Regions from separate parts of the Pan troglodytes genome. Here region 2 is linked to region 1. A link is a contact called in public HiChIP or PLAC-seq data. All regions are on one chromosome and are shown on one strand. Each heading gives the region's core, a stretch centred on a gene start, on an enhancer-like site or on the middle of the called end of the contact. The rest is flanking DNA. Distances are from core to core; before and after follow the strand shown. Region 1 holds the start of DOCK5 (dedicator of cytokinesis 5). Region 2 holds the start of KCTD9 (potassium channel tetramerization domain containing 9).

What was found. HiChIP or PLAC-seq counts read pairs in DNA pulled down with a chosen protein or histone mark.
Region 2: an H3K4me3 HiChIP or PLAC-seq map of stem cell-derived excitatory neurons shows a contact between it and region 1, with 4 times the contacts expected there. The contact joins the promoter of KCTD9 here to the promoter of DOCK5 in region 1. A contact is called at or near these places in 1 of 7 Hi-C or Micro-C datasets (stem cell-derived neural progenitor cells) and 1 of 1 datasets of contacts at active chromatin or transcription factors (stem cell-derived excitatory neurons).

What each region holds. Positions count from the first base shown.
Region 1 is chr7:33,539,434-33,546,602 of NHGRI_mPanTro3-v2.0_pri, forward strand. It overlaps DOCK5 (dedicator of cytokinesis 5), which reads left to right and starts at 4,308. Exons shown (of 52, transcript XM_519666.8): 1 at 4,308-4,570. The coding sequence starts at 4,528.
Region 2 is chr7:33,816,689-33,823,857 of NHGRI_mPanTro3-v2.0_pri, forward strand. KCTD9 (potassium channel tetramerization domain containing 9) reads right to left here and starts at 2,651. Exons shown (of 12, transcript XM_001161064.8): 1 at 2,417-2,651. The coding sequence starts at 2,464. CDCA2 (cell division cycle associated 2) reads left to right here and starts at 2,598. Exons shown (of 15, transcript XM_009455055.5): 1 at 2,598-3,691; 2 at 4,458-4,518; 3 at 4,605-4,775; 4 at 6,268-6,422. The coding sequence starts at 4,458.

The DNA.
Region 1 (7,169 bases), core at 3,058-5,557:
TCAGAGGAAAAAAAAGGGTATTTCTGGGCATCACGCTGTCATTCCAACTGCCTGTCTGGTTAACTGTCTAATTTTAAGCCTCATTCTAATAAAAGACTTTGAAAAGCTCTGCTTTTATGATTTAAAAGGACATTCACACTAGGATTTAGCCATCTGATATAGCAAAGTGAGTGGATTTCAGTTTTCAAAAGGAAACGATAAACATACTGAAAGCTGTAATTAAAATTTTCCATTTTCCTCCAACTCTCTTAAAGCCATTGTCAAATTTGAAATCTCTGGCGCCCAAATTCAAACCTCTAGTTTTGGAAGAAGAAGACTTCAATGCAAAAGTGGGATGAGGCAGTTGAAATCGCTTTGGTAGAAACCCAGTTCCACTGGATAAGAGCGTTAACATTCTGATGTATGGTACATTTGAAATATACCTTTGGTCAGAGAACAGAGGTCATCCAATTTCCCTAAGCACGGAGAATTCATGTAACTTTGAGAAGCCCTGAGTCCACAACAGGCAAGTCATATAATCCAGTGCAGAGCGCTTTAGCTCCTAAGGGGCCACATGCAGAAGTTGCCGAGGAAGGCGTGAAGAAGTGGGTCCTAAAGAAATATTGAAAGGAAAACTTTGATACAGAGCAACTGGGACAGGAAAGGGTGAAGACAAGATAGATATAAATGGTGACCAAGACAATGGCAACTCTACCCCCTCGCTATTCAAGCCCCAAACCTTAGAGTCACTCTTTTTGTTTTGAATTAATATTTGTTTAGAGACAGGGTCTTGCTATGTTGTCCAAGCTGAAATGCAGTGCCAATTCACAGGTGCCATCCCATCATTGATCAGAAGGGGAGCTCAAGAGAGGGTGCCACCTGGAGCCTGAGGCAGTTCAAATGTGAAGTCCCGGCTACGGGATCTTTGTCAATAATGCAGTCAGTGACAGAGAAAAGACAAGGATGCATCCAGTTGCTTTCTACATAGGGACGCTCTCTGGGCTGCTGGCTGGTTGGAAAAGGGAGGTCTTGGGGTAGATTTCCCCCTGGATATGTGGGCCTGAATTTCTTCAGCTAAGGAGGAGTACCGAAGTTTTGGGATATAGGACTTCCAAATTAGGGCTTTCCAAATAATTGACCCGCTCCATTTCTGACCTGGACCAGTTCACCCCTCCTTAGGCAACCTGGTGGTCGCCTGCTCCCAGGATGTCACTATATTGATGCGGAACTTAGTGCAGACACCTGATCAGCATAGCTCACTACAGCCTGGAACTCCTGGGCTCAAGCAATCCTCTTGCCTCAGCCTCCCTAGCAGCTGGGACTACAGGCACGTGCGACCTAGCTGGCTTTAGAGTCATTCTTGACCCAGCTTGTATCTCACATGCAGGGACAAGAACCAAGGTGTGTGGGGCCTGAAGGGTGTACGATACGGGTAGGGCTCTTTAAAAAAAAAAGAAAAATACAAGCATATCTCTTTCTGGGGGAAAACTTTCCAAAAAAGATTGAACCATACTGAGAGCATTAGAAGCCTCACAGTAGTAGATCCCCCTGCCGTTCATGTGGCCCTTCTGTTGGTTCTTTTTCATGCTGTGATGCAATCATAGCTCACTGCTAGCCTCGACCTCCTGGGCTCAAGCAATCCTCCCACCTCAGTCTCCTGAGTAGATAGGGCCACAGGCACAGCCACCATGCCCAGGATATATATATAGTAGAGGAGGGTCTCACTATGTTGTCCAGGCTGATTTTGAACTCCTGATCTTAAGCAATCCTCCCACCTCAGCCTCCCAAAATGCTGGGATTACAGGTGTGAGCCACCACATCTGGCCAGGTTCTATTTTCACATATGTCAAGAACCCAACATCTTTTTCACCTCCATCCTTATCCTCCTGGACCCAACTACCTTCATGTCTTGCCTGAATGACTGAAATAGCCTCCCCACATCCATCCATGTGGGCCTCCCTTGCCCCTTTACAATGGATTCATACCACAGCAGGCAAGTTTAATATGTTCCAGGTTGGCTCGAAGCCCTCCAAACCTCTCTTGTAGTAGTAATATATAAAGTCCATATGCCTGCCAGGGTTCTGCTCTATCCGGCATTCCTCTGCCTCTTAGACCAAGTTTCCTCTCACCTGTTACTCAGCTCTCATTACCTAGGATCTCTGGGTGACCTGGGAACCTGCCAAACACGCTTGGTGTCCTTTGCCTTTGCTGTTCCTCTTTTCCAGAATACTTTCTCCCGGAATCTTCACTTCCTTCAGGTCTACACCTCAGCCTCAGCTTAGCAGAGCTGCATTCCCAGACCACTCCATAAAAACAGCAGCACCCTACACGCCCTATCCTCCCTGCTTCGGATTTTTCTCTAATGTTTACTCTCGTTTGGTGTACATTTCTTTACTGTCTTACTCTCCCCGTCTAGACTAGAAGCTCTGTGAAGGGACACATTTTACTGTATTCACCGCTGCACCCTCATTCTTAGAGTGATGCCTGGCACTTAATGTGTAGGCATTTAATATGTGTGTGAAGAAGGAAGAAGTTACCTAACCTGGGAAATTAGAATCATGATATACTAATGGAGGAAGATAAACTATTTTAGGGAAGATGGTGGAATTCTTTCTGGATGTCAAGTCTAAAGTGACAGAGGAATTTCTTACATTATTGTTAAACATTGTGAATAAATACCTATTGGTTGATGGAGAAAAAAAAAAAGCCAGCTCTAGTAGTTACCCACCGTGAATAGGACTTAAAAAAAATTTCAGACCTCGTTTGGTAAAAAACCACCAAAGTTAAAATGCACTAATTCTCCAATGAAACTTTACTATCTTGTTACCTTGTTTGCCTATCTATCTTTACTGTCTTTTTTTTTTTTTTTTTTGAGACGGAGTTTTGCCCTGTTGCCCAGGCTGGAGTGCAGTGGCGCGATCTCGGCTCACTTATAGCCTCTGCCTCCCGGGTTCCAGCGATTCTCCTGCCTCAGCCTCCTGGGTAGCTGGGATTACAGGAGCACACCAGCACGTCTGGCTAACTTTTGTATTTTAGTAGAGAAGGGGTTTCACCATGTTGGCCAGGCTGGTCTGGAACTCCTGACCTCAGGTGATCCACCCGCCTCGGCCTCCCAAAGTGCTGAGATTACAGGCATGAGCCCACCGCGCCCGGCCAACTACCTTTACTATCTTTACTACATGTTTGTCTTCCTTTCTTTTATATTCCTAAAAAGCATGAAAACCTTCACAGACTGCAAGGAGGATATAATTTCTCTCTAGAGGAATCTTCTTCGAAGGTGAACGTAATTAAGCTGGTCATTTACTCTACTTGCAATGTTACTTCTCGGTACAAGGTAGCGAGAAACCCCTGGATCTTCATTCTCCAAGTCTCTCCAGGAAGAAATGAATTCCAAGAGGGGAGCTCTAGAGAGGGCGCCACCTGGAGCCCAAGGCGGTTCAAATGCGCAGCCCCTTTGGGATCTTCGTCAAGAAAAGGCAGCCGTCGACGGAGAAAAGACGGGGATGCGCCTTGTTCCCTTCTCCACGGGAATGCTCTCTGGGCTGCTGGCTGGTTGGGAAAGGGAGGTCTGGGCATGAGGGTCTAAGTTTCTTCAGCTTAAGGTTGGGGGGTCCCCGGAGTTTGGGGATACAGGACTTCCAAATTAGGGCTTTCTAAACAATTTCCCTGCAGAGGATCCCCTAGCAAACGGTCTGATACTTCTGAGGACCCCACCTCCCTTGCACCAGCTCTCCGGTGATAAAAGTTCTGCTTTCCAGGCTCTAAGCGGTGGCCCCGGGAGATTCAGTCTGCCCTGAGTCCGGCTTCTCGCGCTCGCGGCACGGGTTCAAGCTCCAGGGGGTGAAGGCAGAAGTCAACTGCTCATTCATTCAACAAATATTTATTGCGCACCCGCTTAGTGCCAGGCACCGGAGGTGCCCCGAGCAAGAAGCCGCTCTCGCTGATCCGTTTCCGCTCCCCAAGGGTCCGGTGCGCGCCGTGGGAGCGCAGCCTGCATCCCTCGCCCACCGGCCGCCCGGCCTCGGCGTGCCCGGCTCCTCCAGCGCAGCCCTCTGTCGGGAGCCGGACCCCCGGGACCCAGCCTCCGGGGTATCAGCCGGGTGGGGAGGGCGGGAGAAAGGCAAAGTGCCGCCAGCGTCAAAGTCCCGCCGGCCCGGGAAGCCGCTCCAGGGAAGCGCGCGAGGCGGAGCCGCAGTCGGCCCCCGCCCGGCAGAGCGCAGAGAGCGGCGCGGGCGGGAGAAGCCGGGCGCCCGCGGCTCGGAGGCGGCCCCGGCGGGCGGAGGGCGCGGCCGGCGGGAGGGGCTGGGGCGGCGCCGGGAGGGGCGCGCACTGCTGCGCTGCCGCCCGGCCCAGCAGGTGACCGCGGGCGGCGCGGGCACGGGCACGGGCGCGGGCGGCGCGGCGAGGAGGCGGCCCGCGGAGTCCAGCGAAGTTTGGCGGAACATGGCGGAAGCGTCTGGGGCACGCAGGAGCGCGGCGCGGCGGCGGCCGGAGCCCGAGGAGCTGTAGCAGCCTTAGTCGCCGCCGCCGCGGGGCGAGGTCGCCGCCATGGCCCGCTGGATCCCGACCAAGAGGCAGAAGTACGGGGTTGGTGAGTGCGCGCCCCACCTTGTCCCGGCCCGACCCACGCGGCCAAGTTCGCGGACAGCGGCCCTGCCAGGTTTGCGCAGAGCCCGGCGGAGGACCCTGGCCGGGGGCTCGGCCCGGCTGCGCAGCTCTGGGAGCCGGGGGCGGTAGCGCCGGTGGGGAAGTCGCCCAGGGTTTGGGGACTCCGAGTGCTTCCAAGTGCAGCTGAGCTTCGGGACCGTAATCCCGCTCTTGCATCCCAATCTCCGGCACTTCACACCGGGGAAATGTCAACGCGAGGGGGGCGCGCCTGCTGCTCTTTTGGGGCCGCAGCTCTGTAGCTCGCCCCCGTGCGCCCAGCGTGGGTTTCACCTGGGAGTAGGTGACCAGCCCGGGTCGGCCCATGGACTGGTGCTCATTGTCCCAGTGCTTTCTGCTCCCCCCCTCCTTTCGTAGGTTCTTCTCAGACGCCCCTTAAGTGAGGAGTTGAGGGTGGAAAGCCGCCCTGCCCCCTTTCCTCCAGAGACTGGGATCTTGATGACAGTTGTGAGCTGGATGGAAACTAGAGTCGTGGCGTGGAAGTGATGGAAGGGACAGGAAGTTGTGGCACGGGAAGGGGGTGGCTGGCCCCTGGGGCTGTTTGTGCGCACTCATCCCCTAACGGAGCCTGTCTGGAGAGGGTGTAAGGCTGCCTTCCGGATCCTGAGTTTCATCCTGGAGACGAGAAGAGGACATTTTATTAAGGAAACGGTGCCAGACCCCGTGCTGGGCACTTGGCATTCAGAACAGCGGTGCTGGAGAGCCCCGGGTTGTGCGCAGGGGTTGCTGGTGGTGGTGCTTTGGCTCCGAAACAATAGATGTGCGGGGATTTTGACCCAGGTGGAAAGTCAGGCTCCTTTGGCTTTTTATCAAGGATTGAGGTTATTGAGGGCCTGTGGGAAGACTTCTGCCCTGAACGGGGTGATTACAATGGCAGTTAGACCTGGGGTGATTCCCTACAATAAACACGGCTGAGTGTGTTGCGAATTTTATCACTTCCTCTCAGATCCATTCATTTGGCCTGTTTGTAATTTAGTCTTTGACTTTACTCGCTTACTGAGGTCCTGTTTTTCCTCACCTCACTGGTTAATGAAGTGCAGTCTCAATTAAGAGCTACTCAACGTGTCTAGGGGCTTTTCAACTCTGTAGCCAGGAGTCAGGGTTTTTTGTTGTTGTTTGTTTTGTTTTTTAATAGTCTCATATTTACTATATTATTCTTAGGTTGTGATCCTTTATATATTTATTATTCTTTGTTTTCCCTCAATTCAAAAGACATTTTCTTTTTTGCTCTTAAGTTGCTTTTAGAATCTTAGTCTCTCCCTTAGCTGCATCTCAGAAATGGGTAGAGATGTTGCTTCTGCCTCAGGGCTCTTTTTTTTTTTTTTTTTTGGTTTGTTTGTTTTTGAGACGGACTGACGAGGGAGTCTCACTCTGTCGCCCAGGCCGGAGTGCAGTGGCGCAATCTCGGCTCACTGCAACCTCCACCTCTGGGTTCCAGCAATTCTCCTGTCTCAGCCCCCCTCCCCTAGTAGCTGGGATTACGGGCTTGCATCACTACACCTGACTAATTTTTGTATTTTTAGTAGAAACCAGGTTTCACCATCTGGGCCGGGCTGGTCTCAAACTCCCGACCTCAGGTGATCCGCCTGCCTCTGCCTCCCAAAGTGTTGGGATTACAGTCATGAGCCACCTCACCTGGCCCCTAGATGAAAGCATATTTACAATGCCTAATAACTACAGAAATGTTATCAACTCTAATTTTATCAGGATTAAAACCTCTTTGCAAAACTATTCAGTTGAGGGTAATTAATGCAAACATGTTTCAAAAATGTGGTTTTTATTGCCATAGTCCTAGGAGCAAGTATAATATGTTTTTAATATTTTGTTTTTATGTTCTGGAGTCAGTTTACTGTGTCACTTATCGGTCAAGAAAAATATTTGGGCCAGGTGCGATGGCTCACGTCTGTAATCCCAACAATTTGGGTGGCAGAGGCAGGAGGATTCCTTGAGCCCAAGAGTTCAAAACTAGCATAGCAACATGGCAAACGGGTCTTTACAATAAATACGAAAAAAATTTAGCCGGGCATGGTCGCCTGTGCCTGTGGTTCTAGCTACTGAGGAGGCTGAGGTGGGAGGATAGCTTGAGCCTGGGAGGTTGAGGGTGCACTGAGCCCCCATCACGACACTGCACTCCAGCCTGGGTGATACTGTGAGACCCGATCTCAAAAAAAAAAAACTATATATACATATATATAGTATATATATGTATATATACACACATGTATACACACACATATATGTATATACATATATATGTATATATACGTATATGTGTGTGTGTGTATATATAGGTATATGGAAATATGGGTGGAAATTGTGTGTGTGTGTGTGTGTGTAAAATATTTGGATTGCATTTCCAGGGCCTAGGTGTTAGGGAAACTGCTCCAGGATATAATTCTGAACGCTTGTTTCACCAGACATAGATTCTGGTTTGTCTGGGTTTGACAAAAGGACCCACAGTTGGGATAAATTAACTGAAGAGAGAAATCTCCATTGCTTATTCCTAAAACTCATTGTTGTTTTTG
Region 2 (7,169 bases), core at 1,401-3,900, 280 kb after region 1:
CCTTCTTACAGGAGACCTGAGACCAGCTGAATGTTCAGTGACTGGAGGCACCTGTGTCTTTCTAGATCGGAAAAATCAAGTTTTCACATTATTTTATATTTTTAAGTGTAAGATATAAACAAAAGGTATATTTCTTCCTGACCTCCAATAAATCGTCTTGGACACTGTCTGTGGTGTGTCATCTCACTCCAGAAACCACAGTTTAGAGAATGCATAGCCCTCTCTCCAACGTCAAATACGTCCACCACTAGTTACATTCATTCAATACACAGACAATTCCTGGCGAGCATATACCACAGCACCTTGGAAGAATTCTGTGCCTCTCCACGCCCTTCCCCAGGCTTCATAGTCTCACAGTCTGGTAACTACTAAACAAGCTATGAGAGGGAAACTTACTTGAAAAAACAGAGATTATTCTTATAACCAGGAAACAAAAGCAGAAGCGAGGTAAAGGAGATAAAGTAAGTGGTACAGATATTCCAACTGGTGGATGGGAAATCAAATTCTATTCTATTTGAGTAGCACTTTTCCCAGCTTATTCTTAATGAACATTCATGTCATGATCATGCCAATCCAATTAGTCACTTTATATATAAAAATGCAAGCTGTTATGTATTATGCAGCTCTTTTGTCAAATAAGAATAATTATAAATTTTTTTAATCAACTGAAGGGAGAGAAAACACTGCCAACGTCTTAGAATATGTTCATCAGCTGAGCAGTGAAGATCATGGCTTTGTTTCTTTTTATCTAGTACTCTCCAGTTTGGATTTTTACGTTGTAACATAAACATATTTATATTTAATTATTTGAGATGCATTTTCCCCAATCTTCTGAGATTCTCTAACAGAATATTTTTAAAGTAAATAAAATTTAAATCCAAGAATCTAATCTAGTCAAAACTAGATAGCTTAAAAAAAAAAATCCGTGTGAACAACAATATGGAAAGACCAACTCAGTTAATTTTTGACAACCAAATTGAGTGGATTTGGGAGAGATTTAGAGCAAAAATATTTATGACTAGGTTTAAATATTTGTCTTCCATGAGTAACATAGCAGAGATACTGCATTAAAAAGGTCAACCAGAAGTTTGTTTTTGAGAAATATTACCAATTTTGAACATACTAAATCTTTCTTAGAGTAACAACATACGTTTTAGATAACAGGTAGTAGCTAAGTACAGAACAGGTTTAGAAAAAGTTAATAGTGATGAGAAATGTAAACTTCGTGAACATATTTTCGGGGTAGCATTCATGATAACTCAAGAACTCGAATTTATACCAATTCTGTTTTTAAATGAGTATTAAATCTCTAAGACCAAAAGAACGTAAAATTATAGCCAACAAACCACACTCTGGTTCGAATTTTCGGAGCATGTTTACTCTACACTGAATAATCGGAAAGCCATTTTTAATGCCACTGGACAATTTCACTATTTGAAAATTTACAGTGTTCCCCGAATGTGCAGGCAGCAGAGTATTTTGGCAACCAACACAGCGAGACCCATTTACCTTTACCTTAGACTCGTAAAGGCTGAGTTACTTCTAGGTATCATTTAGCAACGCAATAAATGTCTGCCTCGAACAGTGAAAATTTCCCAAAGGAGCAGAACAACTTTCATGGGTGGGGCAAAAGGCTGGGAAGGAAGAGAATTCGTTTTGGCTTGCTCCAGCGCTGGAAGAACACTTAGCACCACACCCTCCGCAAAGGCCTAACACAGCAAAGGCGACTGTCAAATCGATCCCTTTTGGGTCTGCTGTACCCGTCCTCTAGGGAATCAAAATAAGGCAAAATAATAAAAAGAGTACAGAGAAGTTTGGCGGCGGCGGGGCGTGGGGGCTTGAGGCATCTCAGAGAAGAGGGCAAAAATCAACAAGAAAATGCCCCCATTTAAAAAATCCTGTCTGCGACCTCGGATGGGAGAAGATTTTGTTTATCCACGGGCAGTTTACTTCTGTCTCCCTGACCCATCTCCACAGGCTCTGGTGCTCGCCGCCACTTTCCGAGCAGATCATTACTCAGCACCGGAGCCGGCGCGCCTCCTCCCGCAGGCGGGAGCGGGGTCTCGGGGAGAAGCGGGAAGAGGCGCGACCGCCCGGGCGCCCAGGTGACCGCGGCCCTCCCCGCGCCCCCGTCCCCGCGCCCCCCGCACCGCGCATCCGGGAGACCCGGAGCCCCCGGGCCGAACCGCGCCGGCCCCCAGGCAGCTGAGGCACTGAAGGGCAGGCTCGGGCACGGGGGTCCTGAGGGTCGGGAGGAGGCCGCGGGGACCCTGTGCTGTCCCCGAGCGCCCCCAGCCCGCGCACGCCCACCTCCCAGCCCCTCTACCCAACTTCACCGCTGCCCCGCCAGCCGGTTCCGCACCGTCCGCCCTCGCCCCGACCCCCGGCCCGCCGCGCCCCCTCACGCCCCCGTTACCTTTCCGTTCTTGGGGCTGCCGTTCAGGAACAGGGTCACCCGCCTCATCGCGCTGCCCCCGCTGGGTCCTGAGTGAGCCGCCACCCTCCCACCTGGTCCTCCTCCCACCTTTTTCTCCTCCCGCCCTTCCCCTCCCTCCACCCACTCGGATTCGCCTCCCTTCGCCACCTTCCTGTCCTTGGGGACACACCACACGCACGCACTCTGTCCCACACCCAGGGTTCGGCCGGTCCTCCTTCCCACCCCGCCCCTAGGCTCCTCAGCCTGCCTGGGGCCCTTCCCCCACCTCTCCGAGACTGACACTCTGCCGTACCAACCAACCCGCGTCACCGGACAGAGTCCAGCCAATCAGCACCCAGTATCGGGCGGGCTCTGGCTAACCTAGCCGGGACGGAGGGAGGGAAGAGACGCTGAAGGCTAGTAGACGGGAAGGGGCATCAGCCAATCAGAGAGGCTCCTGGAGCCGGACGGCGGCTTCCAGCGTTACTGAGCAGGCGCACCCTCTAGTTTAGGTAGCGCTTATCTGCATACGAGGGCGGGGTCTAGGGAAAGGAGGTGGAGCGCTGAAAGGGACCCAAGCACCAGTCAGCCCCTCCTCCAGCGTTAGCCCCGCCCACAAGCCGGCCCAGCTAGGAAACGGCTGCGGTAGGGACGGACTGATTGGGTAAGAGCCAGCTCGTCGCTCTGTTAGGATTGGTTGAATGAGTCTTTTCGAAGTTTGCAGCATCCAATAGAAAGGTGGGAGGCGGAGTTAAAGAGCTAAGAGAAGCGTTACTCCGCGAGACTCTCCTGAAAAGTAGTCCCCGAGGTCACAAGGCAGTGGCAGGTGTCTGTAGTCCTCGGGTTGACTGCAGCTCGCGGTGGTCCCTCTCCGAGCCCAGAAAGCCACTCCAGTGCCGAGGGAGAGGCCTGGGAGCGCTCGGAGTGTGCGCGGACTGGAGAAGGGGGAGGTGGCGGAGTGATTCGTAGAGTAAATTCGGCACCGAGGGGCGGGGTCGGGGATTTGAATCGGTCGGCGGGCGGAGGAGGCGGGTGGAGGAGGCTGCCGGGCAGAGCGCAGGCCAGGATCAGCGCGGGCTGTGAGTCCAGGTCAGCCGCCGGGACCTCGGGCTCCGGGTTCGAAGAGCGGCTCCCGGCTGCGGGTGCTTTGCCAGGAGAGCCCTTCCGGACAGAGGAGCCGGGGTCTGGAAGGAGCGTACGACGCGACGCTCGCCTGCCACGGGGCTCTGGGAGTAAGCCTGTCTGCCTGGCGGGCCTTCAGGTGCGGCGTGAGAGGTAGGATTGCATCCGCGCTGCCACGGGGCTGTTTCTCCGGGGCATTTCTAGGCACTTTGTTCGGCTTACCCTGCAGCACAGAATTAGTACTCCTGTCAGGAGCTGCTCTGGGTGACCAGGAGTGCATCCGGACCTGTTGAGAGAATTTCTGGAAATGGACAGAGCTGCGTCTTGAGAGGGGTACCCTTATGATTCAGGTTTTCGCTACGGTTGAAAAGCCATGGCTTATCCTTTGGGGTCTGCTTTGGTGCCTGAACAGCAGTTTTCTCCATTTCTTTCTGTTTAATTTGGCTTTAAAAGTACGCGCTTAGAGTAGAAGAATGGTTAGCACAGGCTGGGAAGTGTATTGGGGATGGATGGGAAGGAAGTGGAGATGGTTAATAGGTAGAAAAACATAGAATGAATAAGATCTAGTATTTGCTAGCACAACAGGGTGGCGGTCCATAATTTAATTGTGCATTTAAACATGACAAAGTATAATTGGATTGTTTATAACAAAAAGGATAAATATTTGAGATAATGGCTACCTCATTTACTTTGATTTGATTATTACGAATTGCATGCCTGTATCAAAATATTTCACGTACCCCATAAATTATACATCTACTGTATACCCACAGAAATTAAAATAAAAAATGAAACCTGTGACGTGTGTTTCTATGCCAGTATGGACTGTATTACAATTCAGTCCTGAATAAGGTTCGTGATCGAATCACGTTCATCTTGCTGGTGGGGTTATTTTTCATTGTTTTTCTTCACCTCTTAGATGGATGCCAATTCAAAAGACAAGCCCCCTGAAACCAAGGAGTCTGCAATGAATAATGCTGGTATGTGATGATCTGCTGTCTCCTTGTGAAGTTGAAGGTTTAGACAGAGAGTTGTCCTCACCCCTACAATATGTCGTCCGTTTCAGGAAATGCCTCTTTCATTTTGGGAACTGGGAAGATTGTGACTCCTCAGAAGCATGCGGAATTACCTCCTAATCCTTGCACACCAGATACTTTTAAATCACCTTTGAACTTTTCCACAGTAACCGTAGAGCAATTGGGAATTACACCTGAAAGCTTTGTTAGGAACTCCGCAGGTAAGAAAAGTTGTCATTCTGTTGTAATGCTTTTCAAGTTTAAAAATAACTTTAATATAACTCAGCTTTATTTGTTTATACGTACTGTCATATTTTAGGTACCTAAATTGCCTACTCTGCAAACTTGCTTCTTCAGAGAGACTTCTGTGCACATGCAGAGTTCATTTAGCATAGCAGGGATCACGGAATCGCAGGGCACCCAGCATGATAATGTTCCCAAGTCAGAGTCGTGCTTGATGCCAATACTAGAAAATAATGTGTGTGTGAGTCACTTTTTGACCTGTCACCTAGGATACAGGAGGGTGTATGATATGAATAGTAATAATGCATTTTGTTTTCATTTATGGCAAAAATAAGAGAAAGTTTAAGAGCAATTAAGAAAATATAATACTGAAAGAGCAGGATGTACCTCCTTTAACAATCACAAACAGGGTTGGGCTCAGTGGCTCAAGCCCGTAATCCCAGCACTTTGGGAGGCCGAGGCAGGCAGATCACCGGAGGTCAGGAGTTCGAGACCAGCCTGACCAACATAGAGAAACCTCGTCTCTACTAAAAATACAAAATTAGCCGGGCGTGGTGGTGCATGCCTGTAATCCCAGCTACTCAGGAGTTTGAGGCAGGAGAATCGCTTGAACCCGGGAGGCAGAGGTTACCGTGAGTCGAAATCGCACCATTGCATTCCAGCCTGGGCAACAAGAGTGAAACTCTGTCTCCAAAAAAAAATAAAAAACACAAACAGAAGATTGATTCTGGCTAATGTCCTTCGAGCAGTAGAAATGAAGTTTACTTGTGAAGTCTGACTTAGATGGAAAAGAAGGAAATACTATATGAGAATGGAATTGGATCAGAGAATAGCATTTAGAATTGGAGGATAATGGAAGTCTTGAATATCACAGGGCACTAGACCAGGTAGTACATAAGACAAGGCGAAAGTGGCACGCCACCCTAACTTTCATTCTCAAGAACATCACTCTTAGACCTTTAAAAGGCTGGATTCGTTTTGTGTGCTTAGGCATATGTCCAAAATTCAGGGTAGTGCTGATGGTAGGTATCAGAAAGAAACAATCATCTTGAAGAATTAAGAACCTGAGACTGCATGTACCTAGGTGGAGATCTTACCTTTCAGTTGCTGGGGATAAAACTGACTTATTTAGAAAAAGAAAAATACTGAGTCAAAAGCAAAAGCCATCTGTGTGTAGGAAATAAGAAACAAAAATGAAAACTTAAAACGTGTTCATGTATTTATTCAACAACTTTTAATAACTGTTCTATGTACCAGGCACTGTTCTAGGAGCATAGACTAAGTCAGCAGACAAAAAGATTCCTCTTCCACTGATTGTATATGAATGACTGTGCCAGTAACTCTCCACTGAGTTTTTTGTAGCACATGTTTATCATGTTTTCTCTCTCAGGCTGGTACATCACGAGTATTGGATGTGGTTACTGATGATTGCCTTGTTTTGTTCCAATTTATAAGAGAGTTTCATTACAGGAAAGTCATCATCCTACCTTAAAAAATGTAGACGACGTTCTGCAGTCGGTGCTCGGGGCTCTCCTGAAACAAACCATCTGATTCGTTTCATTGCTCGGCAGCAAAATATAAAGAATGCTAGGAAATCTCCTTTGGCACAAGATTCTCCTTCCCAGGTATGATTTTCTTCTAAGTTCTGTTGTGAATTCCATTAATGAAGCTTTTGTGCTTTCTTTACACCTTCTAGTGCATCTGCTCTGTTTCAAATCTGGAGGGAGATTTTCTCTGTGTTTTAGAGAACATGCAGTTAGCGGCCGGGCGCGGTGGCTCACGCCTATAATCCCAGTACTCTGGGAGGCTGAGGCAGGCAGATCATTTGAGGTCAGGAGTTCGAGACCAGCCTGGCCAACATGGTGAAACCCCATCTCTACTAAAAATAGGAAAATTAGCTGGGTGTGGTGGCAGGTGCCCGAAATTCCAGCTACTTGGAGGCTGAGGCACGAGAATTGCTTGAACCTGGGAGGCAGAGGTTGCATTGAGTCAAGATCATGCCACTATGTTCCAGTCTAGGCGACAGAGTGAGACTGTCTCAAAAAAAAAAAAAAAAATGCAGTTAGCCTAAATGATGATGTTGACCATGGGTGATTTTTCTTTGTTTGCTTTGTTTTAGAGACAGGATCTCAGTTGCCCAGGCTGGAATGCACTGGTGCAATCACAGCCCACCGCAGCAATGAACTCCTGGGCTCAAGGAATCCTCCCACCTTAGCTTTCCAAGTAGCTGGAACTATAGGCATGTGCCACAGCAATGGGCTAATTATAAAAATTTTTTTTGTAGAGATGGGGCCTCACTATGTTGCCCAGGCTCGTTTTGAACTCCTGACCTTAAGCAATCCCTATCAAAGTGCTGGGGTTACAGGTGTGTG